Linked DNA regions of Macaca mulatta: region 1 is linked to region 2. Evidence: chromatin contacts called from public Hi-C data. All regions are on one chromosome and are shown on one strand. Each heading gives the region's core, a stretch centred on a gene start, on an enhancer-like site or on the middle of the called end of the contact. The rest is flanking DNA. Distances are from core to core; before and after follow the strand shown.

Region 1 (6,632 bases), core at 3,305-5,804, 150 kb after region 2:
GACCTCGTGATCCGCCCGTCTCGGCCTCCCAAAGTGCTGGGATTACAGGCTTGAGCCACCGCGCCCGGCCAAGAAATTTTAAATTAATACAATGTATTCATGTATTCACTTAATAAATGCTTATTAAATGTCTATTATGTGCCAAGATTTGTGCTAGGCATTGAACTTTGATGTAAGTATATTCTTCTAATTTTATTGACGAAGATGTGGTAATTTTGAGCATTTTTCTGGAGGACCTCAAGTCACACAGTGGCACAGCGAGTATTTAAACACTCATTTCTTTGATCCAAAGCTGAGGTCATTGCATTTACTACAATAATTTGGATTACAGATGAATACTTGATTTTACTAAATGAATTACTATATGAGCCCTTTACGTAGTGGGCTCCCATAGGACTTTACACTTTATTTTTCTTACAAGATTCAGTAATAAATCTATCATGAAAGCCACTTTACCATAGTGCCTTGTGCAGGGTAGAGCTCACTACATTTTAATGAATGAAAGTAGTTTAAGTAGACTTGTTTTTACACATGGCTAGATTAAAGTTCTCTGTTTTTATTTACTCTTTAAGCTTTACATGGCTTATTTGTGAATCCAGGAAAGTAATTCATCTTAGAACTGTTGTGAGAAATAAATGAGATAATGCTTGTATGGACTGGGTGTGGTGGCTCTCGCCTGTAATCCCAACAGTTTGGGAGGCCAACGCGGGTGGATCACTTGAAGTCAAGTGTTCCAGATCAGCCTGGTCAACATGATGAAACCCCGTCTCTGATAAAAATACAAACATTAGCTGGGTATGGTGGTGCACACCTGAAATTCCAGCTATTTGGGTGGCTGAGGCATGAGAATCACTTCAACACTGCAACATTTGAGGTTGCAGTGAGCTGAGATTGCATCACTGCACTCCAGCCTGGGCAACAGAGCGAGACTCTTGTCTTGAAAAGAGAGAGAAAAAAAAAGAAAGATAATGCATGTATGGTACCAGACACTCAATAAAAACTTAAAAAAAAAAAAAAAAAAAGCAATGTTCTAGCCCTGAAATAATATGTTTAGGTATATTTAGGCTATAAATTGAGATTTTTAGATACACATTGGTTGGTAGATCTAAGAATTATTGAGAAGGGAGAATCATTAGGACCACTGGGGACAAGTAAGAGAAAGGAGTCATTGATAGATATAGATTATAGGCTTCATGTTTGCTGAGTAATGTGTGCTTAATGTGGCTGGGCATGGAGGTTCACAACTATAATCTCAGCACTTTGAAAGGTTAAGATGGGAGAATTGCTTGATCCCAGGAGTTTGAGACCAGTCTGGGTGACATAGCAAGACCTCATCTCTACAAAAAATAAACATTAGCCAGGCATGGTGGTGCATACCTGTAGTCCCAGCTACTTAGGAGGCTGAGGTGGGAGGATCACTTGAGCCCAGGAGGTAGAGGCTGCAGTAAGCCATGTCTGCACCACTGCATTCCAGCCTGGGTGACAGAGCAAGTCTCTGTCTCAAAACAAAACAAAACAAAACAAAACAAAAAAAACATGAATGAGGAAGTTAGAAAGGAATATTGGATTGCAGATATAAGGCTTTTCATCTAGAAAGGGAAGATGATCTGGGGAGAAGAGATGTAGGATTTAGAGAGGGAAAGATAGAAATTGTGTATTAGTTGGATGAATGGATGAAAGGATGGATGAATTAATATATGAACAAATTATTTCAGATTATATTTATTGAGTGCTAGGTACTATGAATTTATTGCCCAAAGGTAGCAGATCCAGGAGGGTAGCTATAAACATTTCTATAGAAATTTATATGAAATTTATATGGAACTAATCCCCCTCAGGCTACCTGTCAACTCTGCCACTGCCACTGCACTCAAACACCTATAACCAAACAACAATAAATTAATGAGATACTCATTTTATCAGATCAATAGCATGATAGCAGGGAGGCAGGAGCATTTAATTCTCCATGAAGAGAATGTGTGTGTTTGGATAGTAGATGAGGGAAAGATTTCACAAAAAGGTGTGATTTTAGTCGACTCTTTTTTTTTTTTTTTTTTTAAGACAGTCTCACTCTGTTGCCCAGGCTGGAATGCAGTGGCGCAATCTTGGCTTGAATCCGCCTCCCAGGTTCAAGCGATTCTCCTGCCTCAGCCTCCTGAGTAGCTAGGATTACAGGCGTGCACCACCACGCCCGGCTGATTTTTGTATTTTTAGTAGAGAAAGGGTTTCACCATATCAGCCAGGCTGATCTTGAACTGACCTCAGGTGATCCACTTGCTTCAGCCTTGCAAAGTGTTGGGATTATAGGTGTGAACCACCTGACTCTTATTTATTACTCTTGAAGAAGGTAATTAATATTCTAAATACATGCTGTAAATAAAAGTCTTCAAAGACACAGAGAAGCTGGAGATCTTAGCAAACTTCAGAATCTGATGAAGTGGGAGTAATCTGGAGATGAAGAACGAGCAGTGGCCCAATCATGGTAGGCTTGCATGTTATGTCAAAAGTTTTGAAATCCATCCTGTTGCTGATGGGAATGGCCAGAGTATTTTAGGCACAGGAATGACAACGATAAAATCTTACATAACATTTTTGAGCTACTTATAAGGCTGAGGCAGGAGGATCATCTGAACCCAAGAAATTCAGGGCTGCAGTAAATCATGATCACACCACCAACTGCACTCCAGCCCAGGCAACAGAGCAAGGCCTTGTCTTTAAAAATAATAAAATTTAAAACATAACATTTTTGGAAGATCAAAGAACCATACATATGAAAGAAATACAAGCAACATGACCCCCCCCCCAGTCCTTTAATTATAAACGGGAAATTATGGGGGGGAAAAAAAAAAAGCAAAATCCCTGTTCTCACAGAATTTATATTCTAATGGGTAGAGGCAGACAATAAAAAAACCACATACAGCCCGGCACGGTGGCTGAAGTCTGTAATCCCAGCACTTTGGGAGGCCGAGGCGTGCGGATCACGAGGTCAGGAGTTTGAGATCAGCACGGCCAAAATGGTGTAACCCCGTCTCTACTAAAAATACAAAAATTAGCTGGGTGTGGTGGCGGGCGTCTGTAATCCCAGCTGCACCGGAGGCTGAGGCAGAGGTTGCAGTGAGCCTAGATAGCCCACTGCACTCCAGCATGGGCGAAAGAAGGAGGCTCCGTCTCAAAAAAAAAAAAAAGAAAAGAAAAGAAAAGTAAAAAAAAAAGGAAAAGAGGAGCAGCATATTAACAGTAAGGATAAATGACTGTCATTGTGTTTACCGACGTGTCTCTAGGGAAGAAGCCCGGGCCAAATCCCACCCTTCAACCCCCCAGGGGCCTAAGAGAAGAATGCACATCCTCGGGAGCTACCTAAATCTACTGAATTACAATGCATAAAGGCGGGGCCCAGGAAGCTGCAGTTTACTAACGAATATCCCCAGGCCATTGTTATGTACGCTTAAAACTTGAGAACCATTGGCCTCTCCAACCTTTTCTCACTTCACCTATTAAAAGCCCTGTTTTATGGAGGAGGAAATTGAGGCATAGGTTAATTAACTTGCTAAAGTCACGTGGAACCAGAGCTGGAATCTAGACCTTCTTGATATACAGCTCTTTTCTTCTTCTTCTTTTTTTTTTTTTCGAGACGGAGTCGGGCTCTGTTGCCCAGGCTGGAGTGCAGTGGCCGGATCTCAGCTCACTGCAAGCCCCGCCTCCCGGGTTCACGCCATTCTCCTGCCTCAGCCTCCCAAGTAGCTGGGACTACAGGCGCCCGCCACCACGCCCGGCTAATTTTTTTTGTATTCTAGTAGAGACGGGATTTCACCGTGTTAGCCAGGATGGTCTCGATCTCCTGACCTCGTGATCCGCCCGTCTCGGCCTCCCAAAGTGCTGAGATTACAGGCTTGAGCCACCGCGCCCGGCCTCTTCTTTTTTTTTGAGAGACGGAGTCTTAATCTTACTCTGTCGTTCAGGCTGGAGTGCAGTGGCGTGATCTCGGCTCAATGCAACCTCCGCCTCCCGGGTTCAAGCGATTCTTCTGCCTCTGCTTTCCAAGTGGCTGGGACTACAGGCGTGCGCCACCACACCCAGCTAATTTTTGTATTTTTTTTTTTTAAGTAGAGACGCGGTTTCACCATGTGTTGGCCAGCCTGGTCTCGAACTCCTGACCTCAGGTGACCCGCCCACCTCGGCCTCCCAAAGTGCTTGGATTACAGGTGTGAGCTACTGCGCCCGGCCAGCTCTTAGTCTTAAACCTAACAGTACGTTATCTCCTTTTGCTAACTGATTTGTAGCTAAAACTTCAACAAGCACTGGACTTGGAGTTTGAACACTTAGTCTAAAGGTCTACTAAGTTCAGTCTAGTGAGTGTGCGCAATTAAGTCACATTTTGAATTTCAAGTCTCTCGCCTTAGGCAAAACACCACCACCTGATGCTGACCAGCGGGGCGAGACACGGCAGCTGGGCAGGGAAGCGATGCGATCGATAACTCAGGTGCGCCGCTGACTGTTGGATTGGCTCGAACTTCTCCCGCCAGGCCTAACCTACTCCCGCGCACTCCTGGGCCCGCCCCGCCGCCATCTTGGTCTAGGAGGGAGAGCGCCGCACGCGTGAGTAAACAGCCGGAGCAGGGACAGTCGAGCTCTGGCAGCGTCCGGGTGCTGCGGGGCAGAGGCGGAGAGGACCCTGTCCTGATCTTCCTAGGTGGGATAAATATCGGGGTCACAGTGATAGGCCGTGGGGAGCCCTTAGTCTGCCCACCCTCCGCCCCCTCGCGGCGAGATGCCTCGTTCCCCGGGCTTCTCCCGCCCTCTGCCGATCTCCTCCCTCTGTTGAAAGCTGCCCGGGAAAGTGGTGGCGGGAGCGGGCCCAGGCCCGAATGTGGCGTGGCCTCAGGTTCCTGGTGCCGGGCGCCGGAGGAGGTTCGCGCTGGGGTTTGGTGCTTCGGAGGCCTGGGGTGCAGACGCGGCGTGGCTGTGAGGCCGGGGCGGGCGTGCGGGTGTGAGGGCCGGACTCACACGGCCGCCGCGGGGCTGTTTCCATCGGTCACTGGATTTTCTCCTCTTCCGGTTCGGGCCTCAGGGTGGCCGACATGACGGCCAGGGGTCAGAGCCCCCTCGCGCCGCTGTTGGAGACTTTGGAAGACCCTTCTGCCTCCCATGGAGGGCAGACTGACGCTTACCTGAGTCTGACCAGGTGAGGTCCGCCACGGGGCGTTGCTGGGTGGGGGGAGCGCTCTAGACTGGGGAGAAAGAAGGTGGTTGGGAGGGGCGCGTAGAATGAATATGAGTTCTAGAAGTCTGGCAAATGTGAGGACACCCGAGTCGCGGACGCGTTGTGGGGCGGGGGAGATGTATCCTAGGTGACGTTCCCGGGTACTGCTGCTGGTGCGCTTGAGGTGTGTGTTTGGAACGAGGGAGCTTGCACGTGTTTTGCAAGCGAGGGATTTTTAAAAGTTTCGCTTGGAAGTAGTTGTTGGAGGAGGGGTTTTCAGTGTAAACCTCCGATGTGTTGGGAAAATGTGGCTACCCGGAGTTTTTTTTTTTTTTTAACAGCCATAAACTGATTTTTATTAATTGCAAAATGCTTCAAAGTAATTTTCATAGAAATGTACTAAACTTTTGTAAAACCTTTTGTAAAGGCTTAGTAAATCGTTAGTAACTAGGGATAGGGATCCCCGTTCTGTCTTTTTGGAGTCAGGCTATCACAACTTGCGTGTAACGGATGTAAAATGTTATTCTGAAGAGTTTTCTACTTTCACTTCTGATATATATTGCATTATATATTCTATATGCCTTTAAGGACTTTACCTACTGGGTTAATTCATTTACAAGAGTTAGAAAGTAATTTTTAAAAAGGTGGTGCATGTATTTTAGGGAGTTTTTTTTTTCTCCCCGTCAACTACCTGAACTTGTGTTCTTCCTGCTTTTTAAGTCGTATGACTGGAGAAGAAGGAAAAGAAGTAATTATAGAAATCGAGAAAAAGCTTCCTCGGCTGTACAAAGTTTTAAAGGTATGTATCTGTTTGTTAAATAGTTTTTCACTTTTGGTAGTTTGTTTTTTTTGTTGTTGTTGTTTTGCGGTGGAGTTTCGCTCTTGTTGCCAGAGAGTGCAGTGGCTCGGCCTTGGCTCACTGAAACCTCCGCCTTTCAGGTTCAAGCGATTCTCCTGCCTCAGCCTCCTGAATAGCTGGGATTACAGGCATCCGTCACCACCCCGGCTAATTGTGTATTTTTAGTAGAGAAGAGGTTTCTCCATATTGGTCAGGCTGGTCTCGAACTCCCGACCTCAGGCGATCCTCCTTCCTCGGCCTCCCAAAGTGTTGGGATTACAGGCGTGAGCCACCTTGCTGAGACACTTTTGGTGGTTTATTAAAAGTTTTGCCGGTTGACTCAAAAGCTTTGAATCTAAAATACAACAGCAGTAATACTGATTATAATACTCTTTATTGTTACTTAAAGCTTCTCAGGTACTTTCTTAATTACCTTACATGCTTTATCACTTAACTCTCCATAGTTCCATGAGATTATTTCTTAATGATCACTTTGCAGGTGAAGAAATTAATTTAATTTGCCTAAGTTGCCTAAGGGCACTTGAATCTGAGTTTGTGCTCTTGAAAGCAGTGATCAGAGATTAACCTGTTTTC
Region 2 (7,267 bases), core at 2,571-5,070:
CACACACACACCACACACACAATGTCCTGTCCATCCCAAGAGCCCCATAAAATGAAAGTAAAACAATTTTAAAAAGAAGCCCGGGCACGGTGGCTCACACCTGTAATCCTAGCACTTTGGGAGGCCGAGGCGGATGGATCACCTGAGGTCAGGAATTCTAGACCAGCCTGGTCAACGTGGTGAAATGCCGTCTCTACTACAAATAAGCTGGGTGTGGTGGCAGGCGCCTGTAATCCAGATGAAACCCGGTCTCTACCAAAAACACAAAAAATTACCCAGGTGTGGTGGTGCACACCTGTAGTCCCAGCTAGTTACTCCAGAGGTGGAGATAGGAGGATCGGAGGATCACTTGAGCCCAGGAGCTCAAGGCTGCAGTGAGCCAAGATGGCACCACGGCACTCCAGCCTGGGTGACAGAACAAGGTTCTGTCTAAAAAAAAAAAAAAAAAAAAAACCTGAATGAACACTCCAGAGAGAATCTGCTAGCATTTATATCCCAGAGCAAGTTCTCCCCCATTTATGGGATTTGAAGGGGCCCCAGCCTAAAAATATAAGTACTTGCATGATTTTAAGTAAAGTATGGAATGCAGACTGGGCAAGGTGGCTCACACCTGTAATCCCTGAACTTTGGGAGGCCAAGGCAGGCGGAGTTTGAGGACAGCCTGCCAACCTGATGAAATACCATCTCTACCAAAAATAACAAAAAGTATCTGGGCGTGGTGGCACATGCCTATAGTCCCAGCTACTACTTGGGAGGCTGAGACAGGAGAATGGCTTGAATCTGAGAGGTGAAGGTTGTAGTGAGCACCACTGCACTCCAGCCTGCCTAGGCAATAGAGGGAGACTTTGTCCCAAAAAAAAAAAAAAAAAAAAATCATGGAATGCAAAAAGAAAAGAAAGAAAAGAGAAAGAAAGAAAAAGAAGAAAAAGAAAGAAAGAACGAGAAAGAAAAAGAAAGAAAGAAAGAAAAAGAAAAGAAAGAAAGAGAAATAAAGAAAAGAAAAGAGAAAGGAGAAAAGAAGAGAAAGAGGAAGGAAGGGAGGGAGGGAGGGAGGGAGGGAGGGAATCCATTTGACCCATTTGCTGGGAACATTTTCCTAGAAGTGGAAAAGGAAAAATACACATAACATTGGACCAAAAGGAGAAAAAGTAATCACAGCACACTATTGGGACCTGCTATAAACAATATTTACTGTTTACATTATTATTGGTTTTTACCTTTAGACAAACCTGCTAACTCTTAAAAAAGGCCAGGTGCAATAGCTCACGACTGTAACCCCAGCACTTTGGGAAGCTGAGGTGGGCAGATCACTTGAGGTCAGAAGTTTGAGATCAGCCTGGCCAACATGGTGAAACCCCATCTCTACTAAAAATACAAAAATTAGTGGTGGCAGGCGCCTGTAATCCCAGCTACTCCAGAGGCTGAGGAACCAGAATGGCTTGAACACGGGAGGTGAGGGTTGCAGTGGGCCAAGATCGTGCCACTGCACTCCAGCCTGGGTGACAGAGTGAGACTCTGTCTCAAAAAAAAATAAAATAAAATAAAAACAAAAATATTGAAGATTTAAATATGGCTACAAAAAAATAGAAGTGCTCAACCCTGTCAATGTAAGAATAAAGGCAGGGACATCATATCAGAAAGCAAAAGGCATAAAGAAAAACTTTATTTTTCTAGTGAAGATTCACTCACTCATTTGTGTTTATTTCTTTTGGGAGATCTTTCTCTTTTTTCTTTTTTCTTTTTTTTTTTGAGACGGAATCTCGCTCTGTCACCCACCCTGGAGTGTAGTGGTGTGATCTTGGCTCACTGCAACCTCCACCTCCCAGGTTCAAGTGATTCTCCTGCCTCAGCCTCCCCAGTAGCTGGGACTACAGGCACCAGCCACCATGCCCGGCTAATTTTTGTATTTTTAGTAGAGACGGGGGTTTCACCATTTTGGCCAGGCTGGTCTCGAACTCCTGACCTCGTGCTCCACAACCCCCTTGGCCTCTCAAAGTCTTTTTTTTTTTTTTAGACGGAGCCTCGCTCTGTTGTCCAGGCTGGAGTACAATGGCACGACCTTGGCTCAGTGCAACCTCCGCCTCCTGGGTTCAAGTGATCCTCCTACCTCAGCCTCCCGAGTAGCTGAGACTACAGGTGGGTGCCATCACGCCCGGCTAATTTTTGTATTTTTAGTAGAGACTCCTGACCTCACGTGATCCGCCCGCCTTGGCCTCCCAAAGCGCTGGGATTACAGGAGTGAGCCACCGCGCCCGGCAGGGGATCTTTTTCTGCACTCCAACAATATCAAAGAAAAACATGCAATTAATTTAAACTCAGGAAATCTTACTTCAGTTCCATGCCCTCATTAGTACTAATACTGTATTTCTTTATTTGAATGTCTACATGTAATTTATCTTTAAAATCAAAGAAACTTCTCCCTGAACCAGTATTTTTAGGAGAAAAAAACATAAAGGTGTAAATTTTGTTTGGTAAGAACTAGTTTCTATGAATCATTTAATGAATTAGTACTTCAATGACTTGCCAGTATTTGTCCTTCGTTTCGTAGGTTGGAGAAAGTATGGCTAATACAGATAATTTTACTGAGGTCAGTTATGAATAATGAGGGTTATTAATCTCTTCTACCCACGATTAAGATAAAGAATTGTCCTAGAGAAAGACAGTCCTTTCAAGGACTTTGCAACCAGCAGCTTTTAGCCAAGAGATACTAAGGTGATGGCGCTTTTCCTTGCATCAGTATTGTGTTATAACAGACTTGGCCATCTTATCAGAAAGCAAAAAGTATATAGAAAAACTTTACTTTTGTAAGTAAGGCATTGGGAAGAAAAAGAAGATTCATTCACTGCATTTGTTTATATTGATTTTCTCAAAATCAGTTGTTCATTTTGAATGACGACGCCTTTACCGCCACCAGGTCAACAAAAACGCACTTGCCTCTCACAATTGCTTTTGCATTTCCGGGACTCTAGCATTTCAGAGCAGGAATTAAAGGCCTTGCCAAGGCTTTTATGCGATTGATGGAAACAAAACAAAACACAGAGGCTACATTTTGAATTTGCTAACTTTTCTTCCTCACCAGCACTAATAGTAAAAACGTCCTTTGTGTCTCTAGAGGGAAAACTAAGACCACAAAAGACAAGAATTCGCACCAAGGCAGACATAAGACATGAGGATGTCTTCCTGACTTGCGTCCTCGTTCTTACTAGCCCTTTTCTAAAGGCACTGTGGCCTCCATTTCTGGCTAATCAGTCCACTTTTGTTCCCCCCGAGGCGTGGGAGGCCAACAGTTAAGCCCTAATAGCCTGCGAAGCAGCTCCTCGAGGAAACGGCTGCGTCCCCGTCGCCTGTGCAGTGGGTGCGGGAGGTGGCAGCCTAGTCCTGCGCTTCTGGAGCGGGCCTACACCGCACCGCCGTATGTGAATTTCAGGAGCACGCAGTGCCGCCACCCGGGAAGTTGCAGCGAGGCTGACCTGAGTTTGCCCGCCGGGGTGGACGGCTCTCCGGGATCCCCAGGGCCCCTCCGCGCGCCGCCCCTTCCCGCGCAGCCCTGCACCCTGGCCCGTCGCGCCCGGTTCCGCGCCCTTCTAGGGGACCATGGCGACGGTGCAGGCATGGACCTGCTCCGCAAAATCAAAGCAAAAGGAACTTGCCATGGCGGAGGAGAGACGCGCCCTCGGCGGCCGCAGGAAGCCCACAACCAGCGGAACGCGGGAGATGGGGAGAGGAGCGAGCAGGCAGGTTTTGGTTTCGTTTTTTTGTTCCCGCTCCCTTGGAGGCTACGAAGAAAAGGGCGGCCCTTCCACCCGATCCGGCTGTCTGCTACCTCGTGGCCTGTGGGTGGGAGCTCGGACTCCGGAGGGCTGTTGCCAGCGCCTGCCCAGACGCCCTCCGTATTTTTGCAACTTTTGGAAGCACGCTGGAGAGAGGCCGAGAGGATTCCTCGACAGGAAATTTGGGGATTCTGTGGGTGATGAATCAATGATTGCAATTTTGTTTTTACCCGTTTTGCTAAGCAGCAGCAACAACAGCAGAGTTGATTTTAAAAAAGAAAAAACGCAAAAAGGGAAAACACATAGGAGGTGGTGGCCGCTTCCTGTGTTGATACTCGGGGGGCTACGCTTTTCATAACGTCAGTCATCTCGTAGTTGCAGACAGCCCTAGATGTCATGACAGTTTTGAATCGCATGCATTAGCATGTAAGGGAGTTACATATCTTGCATGCATGCTGTCTTCTGTGTTTATATATTCGATGCCATGAAGTTGAAGGGCATGTGGCTAAAACCTTTTTACTACATGAAACTTTACAACACTTTTGAAAACAATTCAGTGTGGTTTATGCTCACTGTAATATTTCTCCAGATAATTGTCCAAAATTTCCCATAGAGAAGGCTTTTGTCCTCATTAGTTGCTGGCCTCAACCTAACCATCTAGGATATTAAACTGCTACCAGAATTTTACATCCAGCTACCTTTACTTTTTAGAACGTATTCTCTATAATGTTATTGATACCAATTTCTACTTCACACAGATGGTTTTTTACAACAGCAAGTAAAGTTTTTCTAGCATCAGTTTTTAAAAGCCCTTCGCTCAGTGAAATCTGAATGTCTTTCCTACGCCCTTATTATCTGTCCAGCCATCTTCGTCTTCCCCCACCCCTCACCTGTGCCTTTTCCTCTGTACAACCTACCCCAGTTCCCCGACCCCCACCTCAACCCCCAACCCCGTGTTGGTCACCTTCCCAGCCCAGACCAGGAGCCCCCTTGGACCTCTACCGGGTGCTAAGGACACAGGATGAAAGCGCCAGGTCCCTGCCAACAGAGAGCTCACCACTTTGTCCATGCCTTAGTATAGGACCCCTGAATGGCACCTATGGGGACACAGAGAATCTCTGGACAAACTTCAAAATCAAATCAATGAATGCATGAAGAACAAAGGTAGATAGCTAGCAGATATGAAGAAACCCAATCCCACTCCTAAGAAATGGAAATTGAAATAATAAGATACCATTTCTCCACAGCTAGATCTGGAAAACTAAAAAGCGTTAGCCTGAATGTAAGAAAGCATCAGAGTTGCTGCAAGCATAGATAGATGCTAATACGTCTAAAGATTTTTATCAAAATGTAAAGTGCAAAAAAATGTAAAACGCACATATTCTTAGTCTCAGCAATTCTACTTTTAGAACTGAACTTGAAGTTATAGTGCACAAATGGTACTAAGATATTGTATAGAAATTTTATTTTATTGCTTGAAATACAGGTAGTAATATTTTTTTATAAACTGGGATCCACCTAGTTTATCATTGAATGGAGCTATTTATTATATGGCTGATGGTATATCAGTAAGGCACAAGGCTATGAAGATTTTAAAACAATGAGGAAGGGAGCAGTGGCTCCCACCTGCATTCCCAGAGCTTTGGGAGGCCAAGGTGGGTGGATCACTTTGAGCTCATGAATTCAAGACCAGCTTGAGCAACATGGTGAAACCCGTCTGTACTAAAAATACAAAAATTAGCCGGGCGTGGTGGCACACACCTGTAATCTCAGCTACTGGGGAGGCTGAGGCTAGAGAATCCCTTGAACCCTGGAGACAGAGTGAGCCAAGATCACACCACGGTACTCCAGCCTGGGCGACAGAGCAAGACTCTGTCTCAAGAAGAAAAAAAAAAGAAAAACAGAATGAGGTAGATCTGTAAGTAATTCCCCAATTTATCTTTTCTTTCCAGATGTATGTATCTAAGTGCCGACTTGAATGTCAAGCAAGCATCTGAAATTTAACAAGTAGAACTCTTCTTCTCCCCTTCTTAATTCCCCCTCAAGAATTGGCAGCACTGTCCACCCATGAGCTCAAGCTCATGACCCAGTCCTTGATTTCTCTTTTCCTCATCCTTCTTTGTATACCCCAACAACAGGCCTTCCAGAGGGACCTAGTATCAGTCCCTCTTTCCAGCTGCATCCCTACCATCCTCATCCAGTCTCCATCCTCTCTAGCTCCTCACTCCATTCTTGCTACCACACCCAGAAGGATCTTTTTAAAATGTAAATCAGATTTGACTTCTGTTTAAGCACGTCATCGTTTTCATTGCTTTCACCTGAGCCACAATGACCTTGATCCTTTTTTTCTGGCCAGATCTCCTACCACTGCCATGACCCTCTGCTGCAATCACAACAAGCTATCAGCCTGGGAGTTTTCCCTGACCTATGTACTGTGTCCCTGCCTCAATAGCTCCGCCCTGATCTTCACTTGACTGGCTCCTGCTGTCACTTGGGTCTTAGCTACAATAATGTTGGAGGCCGAAAGATTGAGGGTCGTGATCAACTCAGTATACCACTGAAGGCTGTATGAGTAAACAGCAAACTGTTCTCATAAATGCATAATGTTGGCAAACTGACAAACTGAGTATGCCACCCAGCAGGAATGCTGAGGGCAGTCACGCCCCCTCAGTCTTTCAGCTTCCAACACAGTAACCTCTCTTCAGAAAGACTAGCTCTCATCACCCAGTGTATCTTCCTTGTTAATCATTATTCCATCACCCCGTTATACCATCTTAATAGCCCTGGCCCCTTTCTGAAAATATCTTTATATGTTTGCTCATATTGAATGTCTTTCTTGCTTTCCCTAACTCGTAACTGAAGTCTCCATTCTCTTCCAGAAAATGATGAGAGGTCTAGGATTAGAGTTGGGAATTCAGGTCAACCTGTCTGTGCCATCGAACATGACCTAGAGTAACCTTTAATCATATATGTGCCAAACTATTCCAACACCCTTGAAGGAAGAGGACTCCAAATGTGGCCAAATTATTTTAGCAGCATATTACTAACTAGAACTGCATCAAAGAAAATCTTTTAACATCTTATAGCCCTAATTATAAGGCCTCTTGCCTCACTGTACTTTTCTGTCTTGAAGCTTTAATAAAATCAAATTGGAGGGCCTGACACGGTGGCTCATGCCTGTAATCCCAGCACTTTGGAAGGCCGAGGTGGACAGATAACGAGGTCAAGAGATCGAGACCATCCTGGCTAACACAGTGAAACCTCATCTCTACTAAAAATACAAAAAAATTAGCCGGGCGAGTTGGCACACCCCTGTGGTCCCAGCTATTCAGGAGGCTGAGGCAGAAGAATCACTTGAACCCGGGAGGTAGAGGTTGCAGTGAGCCGAGATTGCGCCACTGCAACCAGCCTGGGCGACAGAGTGAGACTCCGTCTCTAAAGAAATACATAAATAAAATCAACATTTTCCTGAACATTTTTCATTTGTGATACCAAAA

What was found. Hi-C and Micro-C count contacts between places; a contact is called where the count stands out from the background.
Region 1: a Hi-C map of fetal cortex germinal zone shows a contact between it and region 2, with 2.9 times the contacts expected there. The contact joins the promoter of RIF1 here to the promoter of RBM43 in region 2. A contact is called at or near these places in 2 of 14 Hi-C or Micro-C datasets (blood and fetal cortex germinal zone).

What each region holds. Positions count from the first base shown.
Region 1 is chr12:56,363,487-56,370,118 of T2T-MMU8v2.0, forward strand. It overlaps RIF1 (replication timing regulatory factor 1), which reads left to right and starts at 4,555. Exons shown (of 36, transcript XR_013401987.1): 1 at 4,555-4,690; 2 at 5,069-5,182; 3 at 5,921-5,999.
Region 2 is chr12:56,219,051-56,226,317 of T2T-MMU8v2.0, forward strand. RBM43 (RNA binding motif protein 43) reads right to left here and starts at 3,821. Exons shown (of 4, transcript XM_015110089.3): 1 at 3,651-3,821. The coding sequence starts at 3,653.